Linked DNA regions of Mus musculus: regions 2 and 3 are each linked to region 1. A link is a contact called in public ChIA-PET and Hi-C data. All regions are on one chromosome and are shown on one strand. The core of a region is the stretch at or near the end of the contact, and the rest is flanking DNA. Distances in the headings are between cores, read along the strand shown. Region 1 has its middle 27 kb from the start of Dad1. Region 2 has its middle 190 kb from the start of Gm30392. Region 3 has its middle 110 kb from the start of Gm30392.

Evidence for each region. A called contact is a pair of places that touch in the nucleus more often than the background predicts. ChIA-PET counts read pairs in DNA pulled down with a chosen protein or histone mark.
Region 2: a contact with region 1 is called in an RNA polymerase II ChIA-PET map of CD8 T cells, with 10 times the contacts expected there. The contact joins two enhancer-like sites. A contact is called at or near these places in 1 of 39 promoter capture datasets (the C10 cell line), 1 of 15 datasets of contacts at CTCF or cohesin (CD8 T cells), 5 of 484 Hi-C or Micro-C datasets (B cells, effector CD8 T cells, embryonic stem cells and 1 more), 6 of 115 datasets of contacts at active chromatin or transcription factors (CD8 T cells, DN3 thymocytes, T-cell acute lymphoblastic leukemia and 2 more) and 1 of 9 other capture datasets (embryonic stem cells).
Region 3: a Hi-C map of the P5424 cell line shows a contact between it and region 1, with 3 times the contacts expected there. The contact joins two enhancer-like sites. A contact is called at or near these places in 1 of 15 datasets of contacts at CTCF or cohesin (CD8 T cells), 17 of 484 Hi-C or Micro-C datasets (the P5424 cell line, bone marrow-derived DN3 thymocytes, bone marrow-derived dendritic cells and 11 more) and 5 of 115 datasets of contacts at active chromatin or transcription factors (CD8 T cells, DN3 thymocytes, T-cell acute lymphoblastic leukemia and 2 more).

The regions. Positions count from the first base shown.
Region 1 is chr14:54,224,722-54,229,549 of GRCm38.p6, forward strand. No RefSeq gene overlaps it. Among named protein-coding and RNA genes, the nearest start is that of Dad1, 27 kb to the right of the region's middle. Within about 2 kb of position 2,965, at least 240 of the 459 cell types and tissues checked have an H3K27ac peak or open chromatin away from gene starts, as enhancers often do. A contact at or near this core is called in CD8 T cells, the P5424 cell line, memory CD8 T cells and 1 more, where this site is marked.
Region 2 is chr14:53,800,172-53,804,999 of GRCm38.p6, forward strand. It overlaps Tcra. Among named protein-coding and RNA genes, the nearest start is that of Gm30392, 190 kb to the right of the region's middle. Within about 2 kb of position 2,505, at least 21 of the 459 cell types and tissues checked have an H3K27ac peak or open chromatin away from gene starts, as enhancers often do. A contact at or near this core is called in CD8 T cells, memory CD8 T cells and thymic regulatory T cells, where this site is marked.
Region 3 is chr14:53,887,853-53,892,680 of GRCm38.p6, forward strand. It overlaps Tcra. Among named protein-coding and RNA genes, the nearest start is that of Gm30392, 110 kb to the right of the region's middle. Within about 2 kb of position 2,814, at least 1 of the 459 cell types and tissues checked has an H3K27ac peak or open chromatin away from gene starts, as enhancers often do. A contact at or near this core is called in the P5424 cell line, where this site is marked.

The DNA.
Region 1 (4,828 bases), core at 1,715-4,214:
GCCTTGCTACTGAACCTGTGTTCTGCCTTACAAATCTACTGTCTGGGACTTGGCCAAGGACAGCAGGCATTCTCAGCTCTTCCTAGCCATGAGAGTCTCTGCCTTCACAGCCCACTGTTCTTGGCAGAGAGGGAGCCTCTCCTATCAGTCTCCTTTCCCCAAGGGCAGGCAGGGATTCTGATGGAAACACACTTCAGAGACCAACTGCTCACACCAAACGGGAGTACTTACTAGTTCCCAGGACTCCCCCACCCCCACCCACTGCCACCACCCAGCTTTTCCCTGGTTCAACTGTGTGTCTATGACCACACTAGCCAGAAATATGCTAATCCTCCCAGCTGTGACTCCCAGGCCTGCTTCTTCTCATAGAGATGGGGCTGACCAGCTTTCGAGTGTGATCGAGGGCATGTCCCTCCCTCCTGTGAGCTTCAGGGTCACCAGCCATGAAATGTCAGTTTCGACTGGAGACTACAGCAAAAACCCATGTTCCCTCTCCCGGCCACCCCTGATTAGAGTGACCGCAGAACCCCGTCATTTCTAAACTGCCTCATCTCTAGCCCACAATGAAGCCTTCTGAGACCAGTGACGGGGACGGCCTCAGGAAACACCACCATGACAGGGCCACCCTCACACACACACAGGGGAGGAGGGGCGAAGAGCCTCAATCCCACGCCCCTCCTCGAGTGTCTGACACGATGCCAAAGACTACCACTGGGGATTTCTTTTAATTAAACCATTCTCTTCCCTGTATTAGATGAAAGTGCCCATGGGAAGGTTAGTGCAGCAAGCCTTTATCAACCATTAAGAACTTAGGGCAAATTAGTTTGTCTTTTTTTTTTTTTCCTTGCTCCTAAAGTGGTAATTCACTTTGTTCTATTAAAAAAAAAAAAAAAAAATCCAGGCAAAGAAAGCGTGGGTGGCTGAGGAGATGCCGGGCTCCTAAAAACTGGCTGCCATAATGCAGAGGCTGAAGGGGGACCTTGTGGGAATGGAACAGAGTAAGAAGCCTAGAAGGCAGTATAGGAATCAAAGACAGACCTCCTCACTAAACGTGAAAGAGGCCCAGCCTCGGTTGAACCATGCTAGCCCAGTGTCCCCAGAGAGCAACATCCAGAGGTCACAAGAACCCTAACGTCACCTGAGGACCAGAGTGAGGTGACGTGGCAGGGATTTGAAGGGCCTCCCACAGCGGTGAAGTGAATATAGATAGCTTCCAGCCCCAACTCAAGCGAGGCCGGGACAAGGCAGACAGGAGGCCACTGATAGATCAAAGTCAACTTCATCGCCATCCAATCAGAACAAGAACTTTCTCCCACAGCTGAGGCTAAATCTCCACAGGAGCTGAACAAGTGTGGGGAACAGGCAGAGACTCTTCGACGTCGGACTCTGGGTCTCTCACTGCTTAGTCTGGAAGAGGCTACTGAGGAAACCTGAAGACATGACAATGGTCACAAGGCTGCCACTGCTCCCAGACCAGTCTGGACCAACTCCCGAAGAGAAGGCACCCATAGCCCAGCAAACTCCTTGCCAGGGCCAGCTGTAAAATGGGTATCTCTAGAGTCTAGATAAATGCCCTTACTCCCTAAGGGGTTTTCTGCAGGCCAGCTCTGAAGGCAGAAAAAAAAACGGACCCTTCACGTTCCAAGGCTAGAACTGTGGAAAGTGTTCTGCAACGTTGTCCGGTGCAGCTGGAGTCACAGTTCAGTCCAGAAACAGGCAGGCTGGACAGGTGTGTGCTCTGACCACTCAGGCCACCCCCTGAGGCTTCAAGGGTTTAGTTTTGTCTCATTTTTGTTTGGGGTATACCATAAAATCCAACTCCCAAAGCTCATGTCTAATATCAAATCTAATAGTGTTTTATTACCAGGTGACATGTTGGCAAGGGACTATAGATGACCCTTCGGATAGGAGGAATACCTTGCTCACCAGTAGCTCCTCCATACCTAGTGCAGTACCTTGCACCCAACAGATACCAACAGATGACATCATGACGGTCAACACAGTCACTGGGAGGGACCTGAGCTGGAGAGGGAACGTAGTGGCGTTAACAGAGGCCAGGTGAGCCACTGTCTCGGTTTTGCAAGGAATAGAGTAGCTTGGCAAAAACTATTAGAATAATCAGAGCTTGAGTGGTGCGCCCTTGAAGAGTTCAGACTCACATTAGCTTCATGACTGTTGACTGAATCCTGCAGGACAGTTACCAGGAAACACTGGCTTCTAAAAGTCTAAAGACTCTGGTCCTACATGAGAACCAGCATCCAGGGCCAAAGGTCACTTAATGTCCATTTCAGTTTCCCCAGTGACCCACACAAACCCACTGAAACCTAGTTCCTCGAGCAACATGTGGGAAGAAGGGCTTCCGGTTTACAAAGCAGGAAGTCTATATCCAGCCCACCCCGCCCTGGACAAGATTGAAGTCTGGGTCCCCGAGGGATATTTCCCAGAGGTGAGTGTGAGAGACCTGTCAAATACTGTAACTCTTGCATGTACTGGCTACGGGTGGGGGTGGGGTGGGGTGGGGGGCAGTCTGAAGGATCGCCAGCCCTGCTTTGGGTAAAAGCCACATGGGTAACACAGCTGTCTCCTTTCATACAGACACACAAGGCATAGGATTTCCTCCAAGAATCACACAGACAGCTGCACCCTGAAATGGGTAAGCTGGTCAGATAGTGAATCAATAGCCAGAAGTAGAACAGGAAATGGAAAAAGTTTCCCACTTCCCTCCAGGTGTTTGGGTCTGAACAGCCTCCCACTTCCATGACGTCACGGCTGCTGACATGGGCAAACAGGTCCCCCTTTGAAGCTCTCCCGCAGAAGCCACATCCTCTGGAAAGAGGAGTTAAAAATACAGAGTTAGAGATAAGATCTCTCCGGGCCACGTGCCCAGAAGAGGTAGGCTGGGCCGTTACACCGCAGCCCAACCACAGGTGCAGAAAAGAAGGCCACGGAGAGCACATTGGGTGGGGCTTGCAGGTCTTGGTGGTAACACCCATTCACAGCAGCCGGCTGGGGAGGCACTGCGGCTCCACTCCCAAGAAGTCCCCCTCCCCTGACCTCTATTGCCCTCAAATTAGACAAGTCTATATACTTAGTTCAAGGGAGAAAGTCTATGTCCAGTCCAGCTTGTGCTGGACAGGTTGTGAAAGAGGCAGCTGCCTACACACACAGCTAAGGCTCGTTCCCCAACAGATACCTTCCACAAGAAGCCCCATTCGCTCTCATTTCCACTCCAGGAGGAAATTTAAGTGTCAAGAGATAACCCTAGTGGACATCTGTCTCTCAGGGTCCTAGGAAGTCGCAGAACCTGAAACCTGAAAAACTTTCGTCTTGGGAGTCCCACTCTGTTGTAGTGTCTTAAGGTAGCCACACGGGGGCAGCAGTACTCCACCAAAAGGCTTTCTCCCTCGGCGTGTTTATTCGGGATAAAGAAAATCCCTGCATCCTACGGAAAAACTCTTTCCAAAGGAAAATAAAATGACAAGTGGCTTCTGTTTCACAGGGTCCTGCCCTGTGCCAGTCACTGGACTCCAGACTTGTGTGATCCTCTCTGCCTGCAAAGAGTCTAGGGTCAGGCCTTCAGGCAGCAGGGGGCACTGCCTACCCAGGTTTAGGAGACCTAGCTACAAGAGAAACCCAGAAAGAAACTACCCTGTTGGAAGCCAGGAGATGGAATATGGGGCCCGGCAGGCCCAGGATCCATGACTTCACTCTGTAGCCTGTAAACCCGCAGCCTCAGTTCTCCTCTTTGTACCAACATTCTCTCAGGTAGTTTAGAAACGAAGGCTTTCTTCCAGCGGGATACCTGTTAAAGGGCAGACACTGTGTCAGGTTTCAGGGACTCTGACTCCATACAACTAAAGTTTAAGAAATGGCCAAAGGGGTCGCCCATAACAGGTACTCACATGCTAGGTGTCTCTAGGGAGAAAGGACTGATGGGAAAGGAGAACAAGGGTTTGGAATTCGGGGCGGTTGATCTGAACCTGGATGATGGGCACATCGGGGTAGATGCCTGTCAAAATGCATCCAGCTGGAAAGCCTGGGTTTGCTGCACCTCAGTGTGTGTAAATTAAACTCAAGATTGCCTAAAGTCAAGGCACAGACAGTCCGGGCACTGTGTGAGCATGGGAGACAGACGTAATGGCTGTAATTTTATGGCCTCTGTTAATATCTTCCTGGCAGTCCTCAGGCAGGCAGGGGTCAGGCAAAGCAGGGTCTGTAAGCTTCAGTGTCCTTCGTGGCACATTTAACTTTCCCCTGTCTCTCTCCATTTTCCATTATTCACACGGAGACCGGAATGCATGCCCACCTTCTCTCCCTGTTGTCTGAGGAGATAATGGTATGCTAATGCTTCGCGAACCGAAATCCCCAGGCAGACACAAAGCAGTGGGATGGCAGCACGAGCGAAAGGATGGACCATAATCCTGCGCGCTTGCTCGGATGCACCCATGCTGCGATAAAAGCAGCCTGCTGCGTGAGGATGCCGGCGCTCACATAGGCTTGGGGCCCGCCAGGTCCCCCGCTCAGCAGCGGTCCCCCACCTCGCCCGTGACTGTGGCCCCAGTAGCTTCTATCACGCACATCTGTTACTCCTTCCATGACTTCCAGCTTTTGCAAGGTCACAGTTTTTTCAGGACCACAGGACCCCACGGTATCCCATGGCCCCCCTGATGCTTCTCACTGTATCACCTGTGAGGAGACACATTTTTTTCCCTCCTCTCTGGCACCCCAGGGGCTTCCCTGATTGTAGGATTCCTTGAGCCAGTAGTAGCAGGATACAATCGCTCCAGGCACCTCCCCTCAAGGCAGGTTTTCTGAGAAGCATTCCTCC
Region 2 (4,828 bases), core at 1,255-3,754, 430 kb before region 1:
ATTTAAATAGGCCCCAGGGAAAGTGAGGAAGGAAATAAGATTTTGTTTTGTTTTGTTTTTTGTTTTTCGAAACAGGGTTTCTCTGTGTAGCCCTGGCTGTCCTGGAACTCAGTCTGTAGACCAGGCTGGCCTCGAACTCAGAAATCCACCTGCCTCTGCCTCCAAAGTGCTGGGATTAAAGGCATTCGCCACTACTGCCCAGCTTATAATTGACTTTCTTAAGACAAAAAAAAAAAACTGTGAGTTTTGACTTCCCATAAGGTTTATGAGATTTTTATTTAAATGAAAATGTCTAGGTTAAGTTGATGACCTGCAACTAGAGAGAGTCCTTTATTCATGATGAATTTTACTTTAAATGTATCTCCCAAATTATTCCACCGAATAGCACTGAAGCACACCAGCTATCTAGATGTCTGCTTCCCTCAGCTCCAGCCCTCAAAGCTACTGGCTTTCACAGCTCTCTGTTTTCAGTTACTACCTGACTTAATTACCAGGGAAAGTCAAGGAGATAAGAAGCAACGGTTTGTGGTGAGCCATGCTTTTTCTCGTCTGTGTTCAATCCTGTGGCCTGTGAACCTGGGGCAATCCATTTCCTGGTTGGGGCATAGCATAACTGAGGTAACATATATGTACTCAGAACTCTGAGCCGAGACAAAGAGTACATGATTATGCAGAGGAACATGTCTCACACACTGCTCTCTGCCTGCTGCATGTTAATGTTTGTATATCTCTGGAATAGATGATTCATATTTAACTAGTGATATTAACAAGGGGACATTGCTCCCAGGCACGTGATGCTTCAGACCTGGCGGGACAACAGGGATTGGAGAAGAGCTGACTGTGCGTTCAGTTAGGTTGTCGGTCATTTATAGATCGGCCTGTTTCCACCGTATTTTATTCTCTGCACCAAACCATCATCTGTTTTCTGATTGTTCCCACGGGATCTAGAAAGCACCTCAAGTCCTTTCAGACCCATTCAGATGGTGAAGAAGTCGTCACCCTGCTCAGAAGTCACACCACCTTTCTTGGCCCAAACAAATTTCCAGGTAAGATATTTTCCTAGTCTGCCAAAGTTCTTTTAGTGAGAGTGCAGAGACCGGTCTCTGTTCTGTCTTCTTCTAGAAATCAGCTAGCTCCACTAGCCTCGCCATTTAGTTGTACCTCTGGAAAACTCCGTGAACTATTTCTGTGCTCTCCAGGCCCCACAGGGTTTGAAGTGATAGTAAACCCTGGACAAAAACCCAGGAGCTCACTTGAGCTAGCCTCTGCTGAAGGATCCCGCCTGAGATACACACCTGCAGACTCCAGGCAAGAGGGCAGCTCCTGCCATGGGCGCTTTATCTGTGGTCTGGATCAGAGGATACTTACAAGAGAAACTGTCTTCTTTGAAAACAGTTGTCAGGAGTAGCTTTCCTCAGCTACACTATGTCTTGAATCCTTGAATCATAAGTAAATCGCACAGAACGTGTGTAAAGATTTTTAGAGGTGATAACTATCCCATAATAAAGTGTTAGTTTCATTTAAAGATGCTCACAGCTTAGATCTGGTGTCGTTGTTGGGATTGTCAGTTGAACTCATGATCTTGCCTTCTTCCCACTAGGCTTTGTTTTAACTGTGTGCAATCAAAGACGTAGGACCACAGTGAGTAACAAGAGGAAGAGGTCAATTATAAAAGTTATAAATCACATGGTTCCAAGAGTTAGTGGGAACTCTGTGCAAAGCTATTTTCCTTGCCCATATCTGCAGAGGAGTTGGACTAACACATGGGAAGGAAAACTGGATGGATGATGGAAAGACACTTGGCTGAACTGTGACCCGAAAGGATGTAATGAGGATACCTGCGGTTCACAAGGACAAACCTCCTTTAATACTGTCCGGAGGGTGACCTTGGGAAGCAGTTAACTGGTACCACTGTACATGTGTACATGGGCTAATCTCTTCCTCTTGTTACTCCCTGTGGTCCTGCATCTTTGCTTGTACACAGTTAAAACAAAGCCTAGTAGGGAAAGGGCAAGGACATGAGTTCAACTGTTCATCCCAACAACTACACCCGGATCTGCACTATGGAGAATGTACACAGAGCAGCTCAAGGAGGAGGCAGAGTGGAAAGTGGGGGAGGTACAATAAGAGAGCTGATGGGCTGAGCATGTAACTGAGTGTGAGTATTCTCTTAACATGCACAAAGCCTTGAGTGCTGTCTCCATCTCTAAGGAATGAAAAGAGAAATAAATTTTAAAAGGGAAGAGAAGCTGTTAAATTGATAAGCACATACAGGAGTACCTGAAGCCCAGGCCAACATGCAGAGATAACACCCACCTTCTACCCTGCATGGTTTCTCTCATGGCCAGTCCTAATGTGTAAGGAAGCAACTTTGGGAAGTATCATGGCCAGGTGTTTGAGACAATGTAAATCTACCACAATGCCCACTTGTGAACTTGGCACCATCCTGCACCTCCCTCAACAACACTTATAGTTCAAATGAAGACATAGAAACATTGGGCTTCCTGTTTACGTCATAACTCTCCCCAAAGAGGAGACAGAAAGAGGAGCCATGTCTGTGGGTGATAGTTGGTCTTCTAGCCAAGTCACATTTCCTGCTAACACTCTATGACTCCACTACTGAAATCCTGTAAGACACAATGTTATCTTTCAGCAGCACATCTTATGTTAAGACATGTAAATTAGTGGAAGGTTAGGAAAACATGCTTAGTACACCCATAAACACACTTGCACTGAGTTTAATCCGGAAGCAGTTTCAGAATGATCGTGGCCTTTGTTTCTATGAATACTCCAATGTCTACAGCCGGGTTTTACACATAGCTTTTCCTTCTCTTAACTGAAGCCCACAGTCAGTCCAGCACTGGATTTATTTTTAATAGAAGAATGTCCTTGATCAGGAAATCATAGATTTGATGACGAGTTCCTCAAACTGGCCTCTGTGATTAATCCAAAAAGTGTGACAGACATGAAGGAAAAATCCAGTCTTCAGTGTTTGTTTAGGTGTAGTTCTTCATTATGTGTTAATGGGAAGACATATGGGAAATGTCCTTAAGAAAGACTTATTGTGTGAAACAACTGAAGTTATTTGGGAGAAACCATTCTAAAAGTTCTTAAACAGAATAAAGGAAACTTTAAAGCTTTCTATAAACATATCTGTAATTGTATTTTGTTTAAAAAAACACAACTAAGAAGGGGGGGTTGTGACTGGAGAGATGACTTGTCACTTAAGAGAGCTTGTTACTCTTGCAGAAGATCCAAGTTTGTCTGGCGGCACCCACATGGTGGCTGACAACCTTCCATAACCTCAGTCTTAGGAGATCCAGTGCCCTCTTAAGACCTCTGTGGGCACCAGGCATTCATGTGGCACACATACAAACATGCAGACAAACACTCAGCATTCATACACATAAAATAAACAAATCTTTAAGAAAAGAACACACATTCAATAAATAAAATCTATTATTTAAAACGGAGGTGGAAATTATGAGCAGCCCAAAAAGAAAAGATGAAAAAGTCAAAGAATAATCTGTAAAACCACATTTACAACGCATAGTTTTGGAAGAAGACTCAGAAAACACAAAGTAGGAACAAACTTGCTTGAGTCAATAAAATCAATGAAAATATCAAAACCCAGCTATTTCAGAAATATGAATATCCAGTTACTCCAGGCACTTTATATCATTACTCGCCAGACAAATGAAAATAAACTTCTGATTGCTCCCCTCTCTATTGAGGTCAGCACAGCACCCTGAGTCATGAGGAAGTGACACCTGGAGCTAAGAGAAAAAAAAAAAAAAAAAAAAAAAAACGATGACTTCTTTCTGTAAAAGAGCAGCAAGACTGGACCCTCGGTGGTGGTGCCATAACTGTTTCAAATGGCTTTTAAAGGGACTTTGAGAAAACGATTCCAACCCTAAGTACAGACTGTGCAACTATCCACAGATTTAAAACAAAACAAGAGGGTAATGAGCTCATCTGTTAGCAGGGCTGAGCATCTGCGGTGTCACACCTGCACTCCTGTGCTCTGAAGTACAAAGAACCTGAGGGGCAGATTAGGAGCGCGTCGCCCGATCGGGGTTTGTGTTCCTTGTCTCGGTGTAGCTTTACTCAAATGTGAAATTGTTATCTGTTTTCCTGCTGTGGGAATCCAGCTGTAGCAAACTCCTCCCTAGGGAAAATGAAGTGCGAAGCTCTTTCCTAAAGGACTGTCGACCTGATGGCCAACTAACTTTTGTGACTTAACGCTGGCTTTGCTGCCCTCTAGTGTTCATAGCTTAAACTGGTTTGAACGTGGTGTAGTAGGAACTGTCTGGGGGAAATGCAGCCTTCCCCTGCTGTAATAATGTAGGAGGGCTCAGAAGGACTGGCAGGCTGATGACATAAGGCCCTGTTATATGGGTTAGTGGAGGCTGGAAGTAATGGCATGTCTTGTAGATAAGTCTCGGCATGACTACACACGGCAGAGAGGATGTCTGAGCTTGTTTTCTCCCTCTCTGCCCCTTCTCTCTCTCTCCCACCCTTCTCTCTCCTTCCATTACTCCCTCCTTCCCTCCCTCCCTCCCCCTTCTTTGTTGCTAACTTATGTCCATCGCTCTTCACTTTTTGTGTTTAGAAAACAACCCGAGATACGGGAGCAAGAGTAACTGATGGAGAAAAACAGATGCCCAAAGATTTCCTGACTTGTTCAATTATGTGATACTTCGGAATTTATGATTGTTGCTGTTAAAATTAGAACACAAGAATAGATTCACCATAGAGGTCAAACAACACGGCGGGGGTCGGGGAAGCTCCTCCGTGCTAGAATGGGCTGCAGTTAGACTATAGGGCA
Region 3 (4,828 bases), core at 1,564-4,063, 340 kb before region 1:
TGGAGAGAGAATACACAATGGAGAAAATCCTTGCCAACTATTCATCTGATAGGCACTTGACATCTAAAATAAATTAAAAATTAAAAACTCAAAAAAACTCAAAAAACTAAAATAATATAATCAATAAGTAGCTAAATGAACTAACAGACAGCTCTCAACAAAAAAGAAATCTGTATCTCTATGGTAAGGTACTTATTTAAGCATTATTTAAGGTCCAGGGTTTGATTCTGGAAACAGAAAAGGAAGAGGGAGGAAAAGGAGAAAGCACAAGATGCCACATCAATGTCACTCTTTAAAAGAGAGTCCCTGCGAGTTTTCATTCTGTGGAAATGAGGTTTTGATAGTATTCAAGGTTTCATTTTCTTCTGTGAACAAGCCAGAATGATCAAACCGCTGTGTTAAAAGTCAGCACCAGTCTCCAGTGTGCTTGTCTGCCCGTCTGCTTTCACTGTCCCTGTTGGAGTCTTCTCTTTCTGTTTTGGTTTCTGCTTTTCCTGTTATGAGAGTTTTAAATGTCTAGTGATCCTGGAGCAGCCATGTGTCCTTAGTGAGTTATAAATCTGGGAAATGTGATTTCCATTCCTATTTTCAAATACCTGCCAACTTCACTCTCAACTAAACCCGGTTGCCAGATTCATACGTGGTCCCATATTTGTTGGGTGAGTGTTGGGTCTTCCTTTGCTATTATCTCAACCTGTCAGGTTGGCGACACTCTGAATTTCAAGGTCCCAGGAATCAACGGTTGGTGAACTGGCTGAAAGTAGGGAGAACAAGATGAGGGAAATGGCCATGAAAATCTCTACCTGAAGTTCTGGTCTCAGCTCTGGTCTTATACTTCAAAAAGTCCCAGATCAGCACAGTGGGAGGAGTGAATGATTGAAGAGCAGGCAAGGAAGAAAACTAAGACCGGGCAAAGTCTCTCAAGTGGGGTTTGCAGTCAGGCTCCATGTTTTTTCTCTGATCATAGTTTTATAAAGGAATCTGCAAAGTGTTCTCCACTGTGGCTGCAGTTACTTGTGTCTCCATCAACGGTGTGTGACATGGTCTACTTCCTTACATTCTCATCACCACTTTTCCTTTAAACAATGACGTACAAACAAGGACAAGATGGTGTCTCACTGTGCTTTGTTTGTTACATTTCATTGAGATGGGATCTGAGCATGTGTCTAGACTGGCTTAGAAATCCTGTTCTCAAGCAATAATCCTGGCATAGCCTTGAGCAACTGGGATGCAAGCATGTGCCACCAGACCCTTGCGGCTTTTTTCTACATTCCTTGAGTACTGATGATAACAAGCACTCAAGGTGGTGGCAATGCATGTGGATGTGTGCGCCTGCACATGAATACCAAAAGTTGCTGTCAGGTATATTCCTATAGTTCTTTTCATCCTTTCCTTGAGACACAGTTTCCACAGAACTTAGAACTCACTAATTAATTAGACTGATTAGATAGCAAGCCCCAAGATTCTAGTATTTCCTACTTCCCAGTGTTAGGATTCTGGGAATATACATCTAAAAAAAACATTCAATGCAAAATTCCCACATATTCTAATCCTTCACAGATTTCTTTTTTAATTCCTAAAATTCATGTAGAACCATAAATGACCCCAGAGAGCCAAAAGAGCCCTGCAGAGGAAGGGTAGATGGCAATGATGAAAGGAGGCCCATGCCAGGTTCCTGGCTTATCATTGATGTTCTATTTCATTTTTTTAAGTCTTGATTTCTCAAACATTTTTATCTGATAATTTTTGCATTTGATGACCAAGGGGCTGAATCTTTGCCTTATGTTATCTTGAATTTTTTAGACAAAAAACTTTGTGATAGCTGATTTCTTATATGATGAATAATTTTAATTGTGAACTCAACTTTAATTTGTACTGCAACTATGTTGAATATATAAATTGATGACATATCTATCAAGAGATGTATTTTTTCCAGAAGACCCCAAATAGTATTTTTTTAGTTCATTATGTTCTTCCAGGTAAGGTGGTAAACTCTAACTTTCCTTCGGGCAAAAAGTGAAAGAGTCAAAATAAGAAAAGACAGACTCAATTCCAAAAGGAAAAAGGAAAACAGATGCAGCAATCTATAAAGGTAGTGCTCAGGTACATGAAAAAGTACAAAGACAACAGTAGGCGACACAGCATGGAAAGTAACCCAAGCTGAAGACAACTGCAGGAGAGTGGCTCCCAGCAGGGGAGGGGAGCAGAAGCTCTGTTAAAATGTTTTCTCCTCAGTGAATAGTACTGACAGTGGGGGGATCATGAGAAAGTTTCTCAATCAGATGAAACCAAAGTACAGCCAGAAGAGACATCTAAACCAACAGATGTAAAACTCGCAGAATTGAAACACAAGGAAAATGAAAAGCAAGACAATTCACCTGTTCTAATGGATTATACGACCTCAATTACTGATTTCAAAGGTACTAAGATAGGTAAAATGCTGATGTTATCAACATATTTCTAGCAAAAAAATGATAAATGATTTCAAAATAGCTATAAACAAGTAAATGAACTCAGTCAAGGACCTGCAAGGGAAGAGCAGCAAAATAGAGAAAAGATCACCAAATCAGATGAAAAACCAGGAACAGAAAATAACTCACAGGCTACTATATGAACAAAGGAGAAAGCTAGAAAGGAATCTGTCGTGTTACACAGAGAGAAAGACAGACAGACAGACAAACGTCAACTTCCTGCTCCCTTTCTTTCTTTCATTTAGCCCTGGGTCCAATCTAGGAACAGAAGTAACAAACCTCAACAGAGTACAGGCTATCTACAACAACTGTACAGCCATCATTATACTTAATAAGGGAAAGGATTTACTTTAAACTCAGCAACGAGACAAAAGTGCCCACTCTACTGTTACTCAAAGCAGTGCTTGGGCTCTTAGATAAAGCAATAAACTAAGACAGAGAATAAAAATCTACATAGGAAAAATAGGTCAAATTGTCACTGTTTGCAGACACTTTATCTCATACTTAGAAGTCCCTAAATGTTTCACAAGAAAATTCTTAGATCTGATAAACATATTCAGTAAAGTAACAGTATCCAACAACAACATAGGAAAATATGTAGGCCTGAAAAGATAGCTCAGTTGGTAAAGTGTTTTGCCTTACACCAACGTGGATCTGAGTTCAATTTGCATAACTCACATTTAAGAGAAAAAGTAAGGGTGGTAGTGCTCAGTTTTAATATATATGCTGAGGGGAAAAAGACAGGAAGGAGGCTTTATGGGTTCAGTGGCCACCCAACCAACCTACCTGGTGAGTTCCAGGCCAGTGAGAAACCCTGTCTCAAAAAGGTAAGGGAGTTGGTTTTTGGTACACACACACACACACACAGATATATCTATGTGTGTGTGTGTGTGTGTGTGTGTGTGTGTAGATAGATAGATAGATAGAGCAGAGCCTCAACAGCCACACTTTTTCTCTCATCCTTTTTATACCTTCCTAGACAAAAGTTCTTTATAAAATTACCTCATAGATAAAACATTACACAAAAGAGGAGTTACAGAAGGATGTCGATAGTAAGTTCAAAACAGTGTTTCATTCTATAAGCTCATTATAAGCTCAAAGCAACATTTTCACATGACCTTGCTTCATCATAGTGCACACCTGTGGTTTCATCCTCGGACCTGACAAAGAATGAATGTTTTTCCTTGATCATAAATTTATCCCAAGCCTATTTCTCTTCTTAGTACAATTTATAAAAGCTCATTGTATTTTTTATTATGCATCCTTGACTCACTTTATTCTATGAGAAAGGGGCACATTCTTTTCTTGATTCTAAGTTTATTACATCTTTCTGGCAAAACAACTAAAATAATCTCCTTAAACTCTCTTCCTAAAATTATTTGAATCAGATCAGGAATTCTAAAAAGTAATTAATTCATCTAATCAATATGAATTCATGAAATTTTATCTTCATGTTAATCTGCAGGAAATTTGCTCAATAGGATGGGCTGATGCCCAGGAATCATTAGGCTATGTAACAGTGACAGAAAAGGTATAACAGCAGATAAGAAGCAATCCTAGAGCAAAGTCTCTGGGGCCATCTCTCTCCAGAGTGCCCCCATCACAGCCATGTAAAACAGTGGGCCATCTCCAGGAAACTCACTTGCTTGCCATAGCCTTTCCTAGATGGCTTCTCTCTCCCTCCCTCTCCCTCTTACCCCACCCCCACCCCGCTCTCTCTCTCTCACACACACACACAAACTCATATGGACTGTAATAATACAGACAAGATCTGCAGAACTTCAAGTCAAACAAATATCCCAGCACTGAGAAGGGGAATTAATTGTATGTGTACATACGTATGTATGTATGTATGTATGTATGTATGTATGTATGTATTATATGATGTTGTACACTTGCAATCCCATCAATAAGAAATCAGAGAGACACTGGAGGATTCCTTGCTTGCTAGCCATACTAGCCTAATTGGTGGGCACAAAGCTAATAAGAAAGGCTACCTCAAAGGAGGTGGATCTATGCTAGTTAGTTTTACTGTCACTTTAGTACAAGCTATAGTCATTTGGGAAGAGACATAGAGACATTTTCTCAATTGAGCTTCTCTCATTTCAAATGTCAAGTTCACAAAAAACTAACCATTATAGTTTTTTAAGCTTTAGATATGTTTTATTTAGATTAACCACAAAGGTTGTGTAGCTAGCAATGAACCTGGGAGGAGCAGGGAAAGGGAAAGAGAATATAGTATTATAAATAGATAAAGGAGAAATCACCATATGGTGATTAAGTGGAAAGAGGGATGGGAGGGAACGCTAAAAGAGAGATTATGGCCAGAACTTTTGAAGCATCCTAAAATATATGCT